2 separate regions of the Mus musculus genome follow, and region 2 is linked to region 1. The links are chromatin contacts, called in public promoter capture Hi-C maps. All regions are on one chromosome and are shown on one strand. Each heading gives the region's core, a stretch centred on a gene start, on an enhancer-like site or on the middle of the called end of the contact. The rest is flanking DNA. Distances are from core to core; before and after follow the strand shown. Region 1 overlaps Hip1 (huntingtin interacting protein 1). Region 2 overlaps Por (P450 (cytochrome) oxidoreductase).

The links. Capture Hi-C pulls out chosen DNA fragments and counts their contacts.
Region 2: a contact with region 1 is called in a promoter capture Hi-C map of adipose tissue. The contact joins two enhancer-like sites.

What each region holds. Positions count from the first base shown.
Region 1 is chr5:135,456,237-135,463,613 of GRCm38.p6, reverse strand. Hip1 (huntingtin interacting protein 1) reads left to right here. Exons shown (of 31, transcript NM_146001.2): 2 at 3,144-3,207; 3 at 5,372-5,514; 4 at 6,519-6,575. Among named protein-coding and RNA genes, the nearest start is that of Pom121, 65 kb to the right of the region's middle. Within about 2 kb of position 2,868, at least 79 of the 459 cell types and tissues checked have an H3K27ac peak or open chromatin away from gene starts, as enhancers often do. A contact at or near this core is called in adipose tissue, where this site is marked.
Region 2 is chr5:135,717,906-135,725,282 of GRCm38.p6, reverse strand. The region is part of intron 2 of Por (P450 (cytochrome) oxidoreductase); the gene reads right to left. Among named protein-coding and RNA genes, the nearest start is that of Mir7034, 14 kb to the left of the region's middle. Within about 2 kb of position 2,937, at least 72 of the 459 cell types and tissues checked have an H3K27ac peak or open chromatin away from gene starts, as enhancers often do. A contact at or near this core is called in adipose tissue, where this site is marked.

The DNA of each region.
Region 1 (7,377 bases), core at 1,619-4,118:
CTCCCAGCTACAGGAGAGGATATGGGGTAACATTTAGGTTCCGGGCGGGGATGGTAGGAGGCCTTACACTTCCCCCAGGGAACTTATGACAGTATTTTCATTTTACGTTTACTCTGTGTGTGTGTGGCGGGACTGAAGTACGAGGGTACATGTGTGACAGTCACACATTCCTTTTTCAGAGTAATTGCTCTCCTACCATGCAGGTTCTAGGGGATTATTGGCAAGCACGTTTAACCCACAGAGCCGTTTTGCTAGCCTGGTGGTTAATATCTGTCGTCAGTGTGGCAGGGCTCAGAATCACCGGAGACAAGCCCTTGCACCTGTCTGTGAGGGAGTCTCTGGACCGAGTTAAAGTAGATGGGAAAACCCACTCTGAATGTGAGCCACGTCCACCTCTCTCTGCTTCCCAACTGTGGGTGCAGTGTGACCAGACGCCTCACGCTCCTGTTCCCGTGTCTCACCCACGATGATGGGCTGTACCCTCAGACTGTGAGCTATAAACTACCTTTTGTCTCAGGACTGAGCGATGCCACTAAAACAAGGGCTTCTTCCCCAAGCCCAGTGCCAGTCCAGTTCCTCCTCAACTGTGCTGGACCCAGGCCTGGAGGTGGTGAGCCCTTAAGTACAACACTGAAGTAAACACCTCCCAGGCAGCAAGCCCCTGCCTTGCTCGAGAGCCTTCTGTGGGGCCCCAGCACCAGTCACACTGTCCTAATGTCTGATCCTTTCCCCACAGTGGGGGCCTCTTCTAGCTTTAACCAGTTTTTCTCACAGTCAACCGAAGTGATTGACAGGTGAAGTGATCTAGAGTCTGGCATTGATCTGCCTCAGGGAATTTGGGGTCAGTGGTTGGTGATACCTGAGTACAAGATCTATAGGTGGCAACTGTGAGAAGCAAAGCCCACCCGTCACAGGGTTTTAGTTTATTCCTTTGGAGGCAAGGTCCCATGTAGTCCAGGCTGGCCTTGGGTGTGCTAGGGACCTGAGGATGGCTCTGAAGAAGATCAAGGGGTCCTCCTGCCTCTATCTCCAAAGTATTAGGATCACAGAGGAGGCACCACATACCACTCTATCACCCACTTTTGAAGGGGAAGTTTCAGGGTGCTTGGATGTAGCTCAGTTAGTAGAACACTTATCTAGCATGCATGGAGATGGGGTCCCAGCACCATTATAAATCAGTAATGGGGGACACTCAGGAGGTGGAGGCAGGTGGAACAGAAGTTCAGGGTCACTCCTGACTATATACCAAGTTTGAAGCAGGCCAGTCCAAGGTGGATTTATATATGTTTGAGTGCTTCTACAGTGAAAGATTTAAAAAGAAAATTTAGGGAAAAAAAGATTTTTATGTGTATAGATGATTTGTCTGTGTGTCTGTCCGTGTGTCGTGTATGTGCTTGGTACCCAGAGAGACAGAAAAGGCCATCAGGTCCCTTGGATAGTTTAGAGTTACAGATGGTTGTAAGATGCTATGTGGGTGCTGGGAATTGAACCTGGGTCTATTATAAGAACAGCTGGTGTTCTTAACCACTGGGCTCCAAATAAAACATTTCACCTGCATACTCTGGCTCCTGGAAATCTACCCCTTAGAAATAAAAATATCAGTTACTATGAATATGTGGCGCTAGACCTGGTGGTGCATTCCTGTCATCCCATCTGCTCTAGGAGGCTGAGGCAAGTGTGTGTGTGTGTGTGTGTGTGTGTGTGTGTGTGTGTGTCTTACATCAATCTATCTGGGGTAGAGAGTTCATTAGTGAGACTTTGCCTCAAAAATCTAGCAGTAAGCACCTAGCGGTGGTGGTGAACGCCTTTAATCCCTGTGCTCAGAAGGCAGAGGCAGGCGGATCAGTTAAACGTGAAACAAGAGGTTACAGTCCACTTCCATGATGTACAAAATAAGTAAATCTAATAGCAATAGTAGTAGTAATAACAATAACTTTTTTTTTTTTTTGGTTTTTCAAGACAGGGTCTCTCTGTGTAGCCCTGGCTGTCCTGGAACTCACCTTGTAGACCAGGCTGGCCTCGAACTCAGAAATCCGCCTGCCTCTGCCTCCCAAGTGCTGGGATTAAAGGCGTGGGCCACCACGTCCGGCAACAATGACTTTTTAGAAAAACAAACAACAGAGTCTAGGGAAAGAGGCTCAGCAGTTAAAAGCACACAGTGTTCTTGCAGAGTAGCTGAGTTCAGTTCCAGGCGCCCACATCAGGCGGCTCACAACCCTAGCTCCAACACCCCTGGCTTCCTCTGGCACCTCCACTCAAGTGTGTATACCCACAGTCACCTGTGCATACATAACAGTTTAAAAAGATAATAAATCCTTTAAGAATTTTCAACAACAACAAAAGAGCCTAGGTGGTATTATTAGCATTTATGCACACTATTACCGTGTCTATATTAAAATTAACAGAGAGTTGTGACTTTTGAAAACAACAGGAAAGGAATAGTTTCATGTTTTTCTGTGTAATTGAGGAAGGAAAGGGGATTTGCCCTCAAGTTGGAAGTTGGCCAAGAGTGAATGGCAAGTCAGAGAAACCCTGTGGGAGTTTTGTTTATGAAGATCAGGGGACATTTTTGTGGATTGGGCTGTCCCATGCCATCTTCATGGGGGTCCTGGGAAGGGCACTTCTTCATCAGGTCCTGGGACAGCGCATTTACTTGCAGATCCATCTCGCCAGCCCCACGTGGGAAGGGTTTAGAAGTGGCAGAGGGGTGGTTGACTGGGGCTCAGGCTGCAGTGGCCCCCCTGACATCAGCGTCTCTTCCTCTTGCATTCTGAGGAATAATGTTTCCCCGGGGGTAAAGAAGCCTTTCCTTTGTGTGGCCCCTTAATTACCACGCTGTTGTGCCAAGCCAGCGGAGCAGCAGGCGGGTACAGCAGCTGGGCACAGCCAATGCCAGGCAGCAAAGCCTGCTCCCTTGGGACAGCTTGGGACAGCTGGTCTGGGAGTGCTGCCCACCTCTGCGCCCTGTCCCCTAACCTGGGTACTCAAGAGGATCTGGAGCCCCGATGTTCTCTTGGCCCCTGGCAATACCAAGGGTCATTGGAGGAGTGGGGTGTTGGGGAGGCGGGAAGGGGAGGGTCTCAGTAGCTCTCAGAGGCTTATTTATTTCATCCTCTTTCCCCTCCCCCATCTTGTTTTTGCAGACGGTCAGCGTCAATAAGGCCATTAATACGCAGGAAGTGGCCGTGAAAGAGAAACATGCCAGGAATATCCTTTTGGCCTGGCTCCTCCGGAGGCCAACCCTGGAAGGGGGTCAGATGGTGGGAACTGAGGTCAGGAAGAGGCTTCTTGCTCAGCAACAGGAAGAGTAGCCCTTGCCAGGAACAGGAGCCTGCAGATGGAAGCCACTTCTGGTATAGCTACAGACTCAGAGAGCTCTAGTTCCCCCAGCCTGGCAGTGTCCAAGGGTCCTAGGAGGCCAGCAAGCCATGACTTTTCTTTCTTAAGATTTATTTATTTATTTTATGTATGTAAGTATTCTATCTGCATGTACACCTGCATGCCAGAAGAGGGCATCGGATACCAGTATAGATGGTTGTGGTTGCTGGGAATTGAACTCAGGATCTCTGGAAGAGCAGAAAGTACTCCTCTAACCGTTGAGCCATCTCTCCAGCCCTCAGCTCAGGCCTGTTTCATTTATTTATTTAGTTAAATTTATTTTGAGGCAGGGTCTCCTGTAGCCCAGATTGGCCTCCGATTTACTGTGTAGTTGAGGGTAACCTTGAACTCCTGACTCCTGGAATGCTGGGATTTCAGGCATGTACCACAGAGTTGGGATCAAACCTGGGGCTTCATGCATCTGAGGCAAGTTGCTCACCAACTGAGCTACATTTAAATTTTTTATTTGCTTGTTTATTTGATCGTATGTATTATGTGTATGGGTGTTTTGCCCACATACATGTCTGTACATGCTTGCAGTGCACATAGTGGCCAGAAGAGGGCATCAGATCGTCTGGAACTGGAGTTAGGGACAGTGGTTTGCTGGGAACTAAATCAGAGAGAGTCCTTGATGGGCAGCTGTGCTCTTAACCACTGAGCCGGCTCTTCACTTCTTTATTGATGGGGTTTGATGGTGGTTTTGAGACAGGGCTTCACTGTATCCACCAGGTTGGCCCCAAAATTGGGATTCTCCTACCTCGGGATCTTACCGGGATTGTAGGTGTGTGACCCCGTGCCCAGCCTCTAACCTCTCTTTAATAATGTACGAGAAAGCCTCCCCTAGGTCTGGTTGGCAGAACCCACAGTGCAAGAGAAACCCTCAAGGTTGTTCTCCAACATCCACGTGTGAGCCGCAGCTCCCTGACACTCACACAGGCATGGCACGCACGTGAACAGTGACCATAGGCATGGCACACACGTGAACAGTGACCATAAGCAAAACAAAAGTCAAAGAGGATCCAGGTGACGTGGCACACGGCTTTAATCCCAGCCAGGAGGCAGAAGCAGGAGGATCTCTGTGAGTTCAAAGTCAGCCAGGTCTACAGAGTGAGTTCTAGGACAACCAGCCAGGGCTACACAGAGAAAGCCTGTCTTTAAAAAAAAAGTGAAAGAGGAAAGAGGTGTTAAAATGTTGGCATTGGTCCCAAGAGTGAGTCCCAATCCTACATCTGGCTGCGCCAGAGACGATAAGCCAAGACCAACCCTGGTCCAGGGCCACATGTTTAGATTACAGGTGACACATGCCTTTAATCTCAGCCACTGGGAGGAAACAGGATGATTGCTATGAGTTGGAGGCTAACCTAGGATGCAGAGCGAGACTATTTCATTAATACCAAAACCGTGTGGCCCAGATGGTAGAGTGCTTGCCTAACACTACTCTCGGGCATCAAATAAACAAGGTGTGAGCCTGCATGCCTGGCGAGCCAGAAGTCTGGAGGTGGAGATAAAAAGGATCAGAAGTTAACATACTAAATTCTAGGACAACCTAGTTCCTGGGCTGCTTAAATGTTGACCCTGTCTCAAAAAGACAGGGGATGGGGCCAGTAAGATGGCTCAGCAGGTGAAAAGGAGCTTGCTGTGAAGCCCGAAGACCTGAGTTCAATCCTGGAGATCCCACATGGAACTTGACTGCCAACAAAGTGCCCTCTGACTTCCACACGTGAGTGCTCACACATATACAAGCGCGTGCATGGATGCACGCGCACACACACACACACACACTAATACATAAGTAATTTAAAATGTAATTAAAAAGAAAGAATTCTTTTTCAGGGGAAACTGTTATAAAATAGGTAACGAGGTATTTATACCCTCAGCCTCCAAGCTGCTAGGCAAACGTGTAGAACTGTGGGGTCTTAGCCATGAGCTGAGCTCCGCCTCCCCCTTACCCAGCTCCACCCACCAAGCCCTTGTCTTCCTTGACTCCTCCCACCGTGTATTCTGGGCACCCACCATGAGAAAGGAGCGCAGACCTTTTGGTCTGTGGTCAACCGACTGCCTCTCTCCAGCAACGCCATGCTGTGCTGGAAGTTTTGTCACGTGTTCCACAAACTTCTTCGAGATGGACATCCGAACGTGAGTCCCTGGGGCGTCAGGGGACGCTGATGGCACAGGCAGGGACTGTGACACCTGAGTTCCTCTCCTGCTACCCGGTACAGATGCCTGCGAGCCGAGACAGGAATCGAAACTTTAAAGATATGTTTCTATTTATATGTGTGTGTATGTGTGAGTTTGTGCCACATGTGTACAGTTGCCTGACGAGGCCAAAAGCAGAGGTCTGATCCCCTGGGGTCGGAATTACAGGATGTTGGGAGCCCCTGGGAAAGAAACTTAGGTTCTCTGTCGGAGCTACAAAACACCCTTAACTGTGTGCGAGCCATCTCTCCAGCCCCTGGAATTGAACCTTTAAAACTATTTAACTCAGAAAGCTAGCAATTGGAGATCATGTCTTCTAGCTCATCTTAAACCAGCCCATTAGTTAGGGATGAGGGGGCGGAGACAAAGGATTGCCAATCACTTCCGGATTCACGCTGGGCCCCTTTGGCCAGGTGATCAGCCATATTTCTGATCATAAAATCCCACACTTGATATTTGTGCCTCTTGTATTATCATCTCTTGCAATCTTCTCTCATTTTGTGGATCTCTGGGCTCAAATGCTTTTTGAAATACTGAGCCAAGTTTGTGTCTACCTGTATCAACCAGTCCCAGAGGCACCTGGGCTGGGAGGCAGACGCTCTTAGCAAACCCTCTGTGCTCAGTAACATTGTAACATTGAGTGTGTACCCCACACACACCTCCTTTCCCCCCTCCTGGCCCCTATCAAAAGTAATTGTGAGCCCAGCACAACAGTCGGTGGAACCGAGATAGAAGGAGAGAACTGATTTCTGAATATTGTCCACTAATCTCTACATGTGTGCTCTGACACCTGCACGAGTGTATCAGAATGTGTGTGCACCCGCGCGCGCACACACACATACACATTATATAAAAAAGAGGCTACTGCCAGATCCCCACCCGAGCCCCGGGTAGGCTGCTCTCTGGCCACCCCGTCTCCCCTCATGACTCTTCTTCTTTTCTAGGTGCTGAAAGACTCTCTGAGATACAAAAATGAGTTAAGCGACATGAGCAGGATGTGGGTGAGTATGAAGATGTACCGGGGACCCCTACTTCTCATCCCAACACATCCAGACACAGATCCAGTGATCTCTTCTGGCCTCCTCAAACATGCACATGTGCAGGGCACACACAAAGCACCTATACGCATAATAATAAAGGGAAAACATTGAAGACTGATTATTTGTTGGAGGGCTCCATATGTAGCCCAGGCTAGCCTGGAACTTGTACCCTTCTACTTTAGCCTCCTAAACACTGGATTATCAGCATGCACTGCGGGGAGAGTATGGCGGGGATTTGAGTATATGCACTGGGTGTGACGGCCAGCTGTGGTCATGCCAGCTGTCAGCGACAGGTGTTCCTCAGGAGCCGTCCATCTTGGGGTTTGTTGTCTGTTTTTGAGACAGGGTCTCTAGTGCTAGCTGTTTGGGAATTCACCAGGTAGACCAGGCTGGCCTCAAATTCACAGACATCGCCCCACCTCTGCTTCCCACGTGCTGGGATGTAAGGCGGGCCACCACACCACGCCAAGCCTTCCACCTTGAGTTCTGAGACAGGAGCTCCTCAGACGTGTGGCTCACTGATTAGGTTCAGCTGGTTGTCCAGTGAGCCCTGGGTATCCTCCCGTGTCTGCCTCTCCAGCCCTGGAGTTGCAGCCGTGCCTCCTAAGTCCTGAGGATGTAGCTCAGGTCCTCTTGCCAGCCCCGTTTTTCTTTTCTCTCAAGCCTCCTTTTTTAATGGACCGATTGGGTTTCACTGTGTAACTCAGGCTTCCATTCCAGAGCCTCCTGCCTCAGTTTCCCCAGTGCTGGGATCACAGATGTA
Region 2 (7,377 bases), core at 1,688-4,187, 260 kb before region 1:
GCAGGTGGCAGCTGGCCCATGTTGTGGGAGCCAGACACCACATGGCTCCATAGCAGAGCCTGAAAGGTTCCAATTAGCCCCCCACCCCACCCCCAGCCCTCCACTGGGAGCAGGCGTCTCTGAAGTCAGCTTCAGGCCACCAGAGTGGGCAAGAAGAGAGGAAGGGGGGGGGGAGCTCTGAGTCACAGGGAGAACCCAGATGCCTCAAGGGGGTGCATTTTTTTTCTCCAGTCCCAGGCAAGGAGAAGCAGCACTTCTGAAAGCCGAGGCAACTCAAATCTAATTTTCTGTGTGTTAGAACTGATTCCTCCTGGGATGGTCCCCTGCCTGGGAGGGACCCAGGAAGCTGCTTTTGAACTTGTAGAGCCTGGCTGTCTGGTGACTAACGTCTCCAGGCCACAGGGTTAACAGGCAGAAAGGGCCATGAGAACAGTGGCAGAAGGGGACAGCAGCTCCCCGCTGGGATAGATGGCCGGCTTCTGTCTGTGTGGAGCTATGATGAAAACCAGTAGGTAGCGCTCCACAGGGCTACGCTCCCAGGGGAGCCACTTCAAAGGGAGCTAGGAGCCAGCTAAGGGCGAGAGCTGACAGGGGCCTCAGGTCAAATCCTAGTTCCTGGAGAGACTTGATGGGGGATGGGAGGACTCTACCCTCTCAGAGGAGAAGTGGGGAGGGATTGTGGGAGAGGTGGCCAGGAAGGGGAGGGGGCAGCAATTAAATTTGAAAAAGATTTGGGCCAGGTGGTGGTGCCCATCTCCGATCCCAGCACTTTGGAGGCTAAGACGTGAGGACAGAGTTCAGTCTAGACTACAGAGCAACTTTGTCTCAAAAAACAAAACCAAAACAAACAAACAAACAACCCAAACAAACAAAAACAACAACAAAGAAAGCTGGGGATATAGTCAGTGGGCCGAGTAGTTTTCTACCACACGAAGCCCTGGGTTCCACCCCCAGCACCACATAACTTGCCATTGCGATGACTGGGACATTTATACTAGGAAGAATCAGAGTTCAATGTCATCCTCTACACAGGTACATAGCAGAGGCTAGCCTGAGCTAGTGAGACGACAAAAGGAAAGGGGAACAAAAAAAACCAGGGCCACCGTGCTGGCTAATTTTACTGATCTGACACAAGCTAATGTCATTCATCTGGGAGGCAGGAACCCCAATTAAGAAAATGCCTCCATAAGATCTGGCTGTAGGTAAACCTGTAGCGTGTTTTCTTAATTAGTGACTGACAGGGGAGGCCCCAGTCACTGTGGGTGGGGCCATTCCTGGGCTGGTGATCCTGGGTTCTATAAGAGCTAAGGCTGAGCAAACCGGTAAGCAGCACTCGCCATCCACCCAGAAGGCTGGCCTGGTGACCTTTTGGGCTATCAGTGTGACAGAGACCACACCAGATCCTCCCTAGAGTGTGAGCTCATCAAGCCACAGAACCTATTTTATCACATGTAGTCAAACCTACAGGCTCCATCTTTATGGAAGATGTCACATGTAAGTTACAAAGAGTTTTGAAGTAGTTACGTCTTAAGCTTTATTGTATAGTGAGATTGAGTTAATTATCACCAGGAGGGTTGTCACTGTATCATGCTGTGCTTAGATGTGCCTACAATAAACTATTTGGGGTCCAATTCCCTAAGGTCAAACCAATCCTGGCTACTTAGTTGTGAACTACTTTTCTTGCCTCTTGTAGATCATTACTCTGCTGGCTGTGGTGCTCCTTGACCCTTGTACTCCCCTGTGGCCTCGGCACCTGTAGCTCCTACCTACAGATTCCTCCTCTGTTTGAATTCCTGCCTTGGCTTCTTGGATCTGTGAGCTACATAAGCCCTTTCCCTCCAAGCTCCTGTTGGCCACGGTGCTTCATCACAGCAGTAGAAACCCTAGCCAAGACAGCAAAGAAGTCGACATAGTGGGCTAAAGTGCTTCTATTGCAGTTATCCTGAGCAGGCCACATCTGGAGTGAGCAGGCCACATCTGGAGTGTCAACAGGAAGGCCAGAACCCACTTATTCAGAGAGCAGAAAAATGCAGGTGACCTCAACTGGTGACAGTAGAGGTCCCAGACCAGAGCTTGCAGAGGGGCCTCTTCTAGACACTTCTGGGTCAGACACTGTGTCCCCTGCCCACTCTTCACATCGACAGCTGTCTCTTACATGCCCCTCCCTCCCTCCCTCCCTCCCTCCCCCCACCCCCTCTCTTTCTCTATGTTTTTTTTCAAGACCAAGTTTCTCTTCCTAATAGCTCTAGCTATCCTGAACTCTCTCTGTAGACCAGGCTGGCCTTGAACTTCCATATATCTGCCTGCCTCTGCCTCTGCCTCTCTGCCTCTGTCTCCCTAATGTTAGGATTAAATGCAGGGGCCACCACACCTAGAGCTTTCTCTTTCTCTTTCTCTCTCTCTATCTCTCTCTCTCTCTGAAAAACAGTTTTTAGATTTATTTATTTATTTAGGTATTTATATATATGAGTGTCTTGTTTGCATATGTCTGTGTACCATGTGTGTAACCAGGTACCCTCTGTGAGCCACCATGTGAGTGCTGGGAATGGAACCCAGGCCCTCTGTAAGAGCAGCCAGTGCTCTTAACTGTTGAGCACTCCTTCCAGCCATGCCTTTTTCTTTAAGAAACACATCTGTGTTTCTAGCTTAGTGACCACAGGTGCAAGGCCATCTATATAAAAAGGGTGTCCCTGACTGGAAGAACCAAGACCCCCAGATGCTCCTCCATCTGCTGACGCGCCAAGATAAAGACAGACGGACGTAAGAGCCGCCTGCAGCCTTGACTCCAGGCAGTGCTGCGATTTTAAAGGAGAGCGGATCCCAAAATAAAGGTCACTTGAGGAAATGAGAGTCTTTGCGGCTTTTCTAAACAAGCCCCAGAGGGGCACAATCGGCCAAATCCAGATCATAGGAAACTATGAAACAACGGGCTGGAGTTTCTTTCACACGTGTTTCATGGGTGAGTCAGAAGTGGACAGAAGCCAAGAACTGACATGGAGCCAAGGCTGGGTTTGGGCAAAGATGCCGTTCTCAGATGGGTGGCATGTAAGAGGCAGCTGCAAGGCTGGTGCTGGGGCGCTTCGGGGTGATGGGACATTGCTGACTATGAGACTGACTACCTAATTTTGTGGATGTCAAGACTCATGGGGCTGTCGGGACAACTCAGTGGGTAAAGGCTCTTGCTGCCAAGCCTGGTAACCTGAGTTCAATCCCTGGGATCCATGTGTATAGTTAAAATTAGAACTGGGGGTGCACAACCCAGGGTTCATCCTTAGCACTGAACGAAAAAACGAGAAGAGGGATTTTATTAAATGCAAATTATATCTGAATTTACCCAGTTCTCCTCCACAAAGAGGCATATGTGTATTGATCAATTGCAATAAATGGGTTTCAGATACTGAATTTTTTAAATCTAACTTTTTTTCTGCTTTTATTTATTTATTTATTTATTTATTTATTTTGTATTTTCGAGTCAGGGTTTCTCTGTATAGCCCTGGCTGTCCTGGAACTCACTTTGTAGACCAGGCTGGCCTCGAACTCAAAATCCGCCTGCCTCTGCCTCCTGGGATTAAAGGAGTGCGCCACCACGCCCAGCTCTGATCGACTGATCGGAGCTTCGTCTTTAGATTTTTTTTTTTTAAGTTAGATTTTAGCCGGGTATGATGGTGCACGCCTTTAATCCCAGCACTTGGAAGGCAGAGGTAGGTGGATTTTGAGTTCGAGGCCAGCCTGGTCTACAAAGTGAGCTCCAGCACAGCCAGGGCTATACAGAGAAATCCTGTCTCAAAAAAAAAAAAAAAAGAAAGAAAGAAAAGAAAAGAACAAATGCCACCTGGGAAGGGCAGTTGTGAGGGTAGAAGTAATTGTGTGATATGTAAAAGTGGAGCGAGTGAGTAAGCAAGCAGAGTGACCTCTCCCAAAGCTAGTGAGACAACTCTGTGGGCGACGACGGCGCTTGCCCCTGAACCCCATGAGTAAATCAAGTTCAATCTCTGAACCCCATGGGTGACACAAGTTCAATCCCTGGAACCCATGGGTGACTCAAGTTCCATCCCTGGAACCCACGCAGTGAAAGGAAAGAGCTGATTCCTGGGAGCTGTCCTCTGAGCTCTTGGCGATCAGGGTCAGAGAGCTGCATGGCCAGGCCTGGCTTTCTGTCACAGGTGCTGGGGACTCTATCTGGGGTTCCATGGCCGCACATCAGACACTTGAGCCCGCCACCCTCAAACTCTTACTCTGGCTCAGTTGGCCATGCTTGGCTTGTTTTCTTTTCATTGGAATTTATACCCCTACCCCCCCCCACACACACACACACACAAAGATTATCTTTTCTCCAGCCATAAGCTATCCCTACTGTTTCTGATGGTGTCAGAGTCTCTGAAATCTGGGTTTTCCGCAATCCACAGCAATAACAAGCTATAGCCAATGTTCCGGCGAATCTCCAGACTCTCAGACCCTCCTCACCTGCTCCAGCCTGCACGCATCCTATCCTAGCTCCCCCAGGTATCCAAAGACAACCCCAGAAGCCCTCTCCTGGGACAGTGTCTCCTCTCAGGGGACATCCTGGAATGGCTCCTCCAGCCTCCTCCCTGCCCTTGCCCTCCCTCTGCCTTCCCAATTGCCTGGCTGTCGCCATTGTGAAATCAGAGTTGGTCATTTTGCTGCTCCCATAGCCCTCTGGTGTCAGGTCCCAACTTGTCCCTTCTAACTGCACGTCCCACACTCCCCTGCCACTCCCCAAATAAGCCTGTCACCCCAGCACCTCCTCCACCTGTGACTATGGACAGCATCATTCATTGCTGCCCAAATCCTGTTCTGCATCTGAAGCTACCAGTCATGTTGCAAACCTTTCTAGAACCTTCCTCATCCCCAGTCTGAATGGATCCCCACCCTAGGTTCCCTAACTCTGTACCTCTGACCACAGTACAGTGCATCCCAGAGGATCTGTGGACAGGGCTGGGCTTGCTCTGTTCCGAGGCTTTGGCACAGCTGTTTGTAAGTGTGTGCCAAGATTTTCAAAGCACCCCTGATCTCCACGTTCTCCCTGTATCAGAGAGACCTGGGATATGCTACCCACTCCATTCACTTGTAGGGCACCGCTCTCAGCAGGAATTCTGCTCAAGAGAGAAGTTCAAGGCAAAGTCCAGGGCACTATGTCCTCTCTGAGGCCCAGGAGGGTTTCCTGACACAATGATGCTGGCCTGGCCCAGGAGATAGGTACTTCAGGCTCTGGGTGCGGCCTGCAGAAGGTCCCCTTTACTGGCCACACATGGCCAGGGGCAGCAGGGATAGTGTCCAGGCTCAGATGTTCAGAACGCCACATCTCCATGGCAAGAGCCGCACAGGCTTGCACTCCCAAGAGAGTCACCTGGGTACTCAGGGGCACCTCCTGACTTGTTTTATCTCTCTCAGGACTCACAGTGCTTTCTGGCCACACTGCAGCTGGCTTGCTATTTTGGCTTGCATAAATCCATCCCCTTGGGGTCAGAGATGTAACTCAATTCGAGAGAGCATTTGCCTGGTATGCACGAAGCCCTCCCGGCTCCCCCTCGTTTGATGCTAAGCATCACATACTCCGGTGAGGTGGTGCACACCTGCAATAGCAGCAGGTGGGCGGCGGCAAAAGGATCAGAATCCAATAGAGCAAGTCAGAGGTTGGCCTGGCTATGGGAGACTTGCTCTCAGAAGATAATCCAATCAGAGTGATGACTTGGTGAGTAAAACTGCCTGCCAATAAGCCAAATGGCCTGAGCTGGATCCCTTCGACCCCCAAGGTGTAAGAGAACTGGCTCCTGCTCACTGGCCTCCAGCTTCTCCAGGTACACCATGGCATACATCTATGTGCGTATGTACATGTATGTATCTTTGTACCCACATGTACACACACACACACACACACAACCCGATGGTTTCATGCTCCACAGCCTGCAGCCCCGTATCAAGGCCTTCAAAGAGAGTTCATTTCTAGAAGTCACCAGGAGCCATGATAAGAATGCATGATTTGGGCTGGGGGACTGAGAGGGGTGGTGCACATCTTTAATCCCAGCACTTGGGAGGCAGGGACAGGCAGAGCTCTGTGAGTTTAAGGCCACTGAGGCCAGCCTGGTCTAAAGAGCAAGTTCCAAAACACCCAAATCCTGTCTTGAAAAACCATAAGCAAACAAATCAACAACTTAAAAAAGTATAATAGACCGGCTGGCATGTGCCTTTGACCCCAGAAGTGAGGAGAGAGAGAGAATTACTGTGAGTTTGAGGCCAGCCTGGGCTACACCAGGAGACCCTGTCTTAAAAAAATTAAAAAAAAATTAAAAATTAAAATTAAAATTAAAAAAAGCAGCAGCAACAACAAAAAAACCGCAAAACAACAAAAATACGTGTTCAGTGTATTTTAACAAATCTAATAAACTCACTCACTCTGCTATTCACAAATCAAAACAAATGTAAAAAGCCAAGCTAAGAACCAGCTAACCATATTTGCCTCAGTTTCCCAAGTGCTGGGATTAATGGCAAATGCCACCTTGCCCAGCGACCTTGAATTGTTTAATCTTCCTTCCCCCATCTCTCCTGTGTTGGGGTTACTGGTGTGTGCCATCAAGGCTGGCCAACCTTTTTGAGACAGGGTCTTGCTGAAGTTGCCTAGGTTGGCCTTGAGCCTGCTCTGTAACTGAGGCTAAAACCTGGAAAAGGTCGGTGGTTCTGCACCTCATATGCTTGTGGGGGGATCAGGGGCGACCTCCATTTCATACATGGTAGAATAAGGTCAACTTGGAGGGTGGGGCCAGGCTACTGGTCCCTTTAGCTCCAGGTGGGCAGATATCACCACAAATAGTGTCCCCACCCCAGGAACGTACCCAGGTCCAGCCCCAGCCGGAGAGGCTGGATTCCAGCTCTCTGTCCTCCTTAATTCCCAGCAGCCTAGGGGTGGCTCTACCCTCAGGACTGTTTCCTAGTCTTACCCTAAAGATCCAGTCAGCAGGCTGGGTTCCTGCAACAGCCTCAGGGAGGAGAGAAACAGGTGTCTGTCCAGCCCAGATCAGAGCTGCAGTCTAGAGGCCCTGCTTAGACAAGGCACACTGAAGTTTCTCATCATCTGCTTCTACAAAGCACATTATATCACTCTCGCTTCTCGGCTGCTTCTTGCTATTTTTTTTTTTGTTTGTTTGTTTGTTTGTTTGTTTTTTGGTTTTTTTGTTTTGTTTTGTTTTGTTTTTCGAGACAGGGTTTCTCTGTGTAGCTCTGGCTGTCCTGGAACTCACTTTGTAGACGAGGCTGGCCTCGAACTCAGAAATCCGCCTTCCTCTGCCTCCCGAGTGCTGGGATTAGAGGTGTGCACCACCACGCCCAGCTCTGCTTCTTGCTTTTATAGTCCAGGCTAGA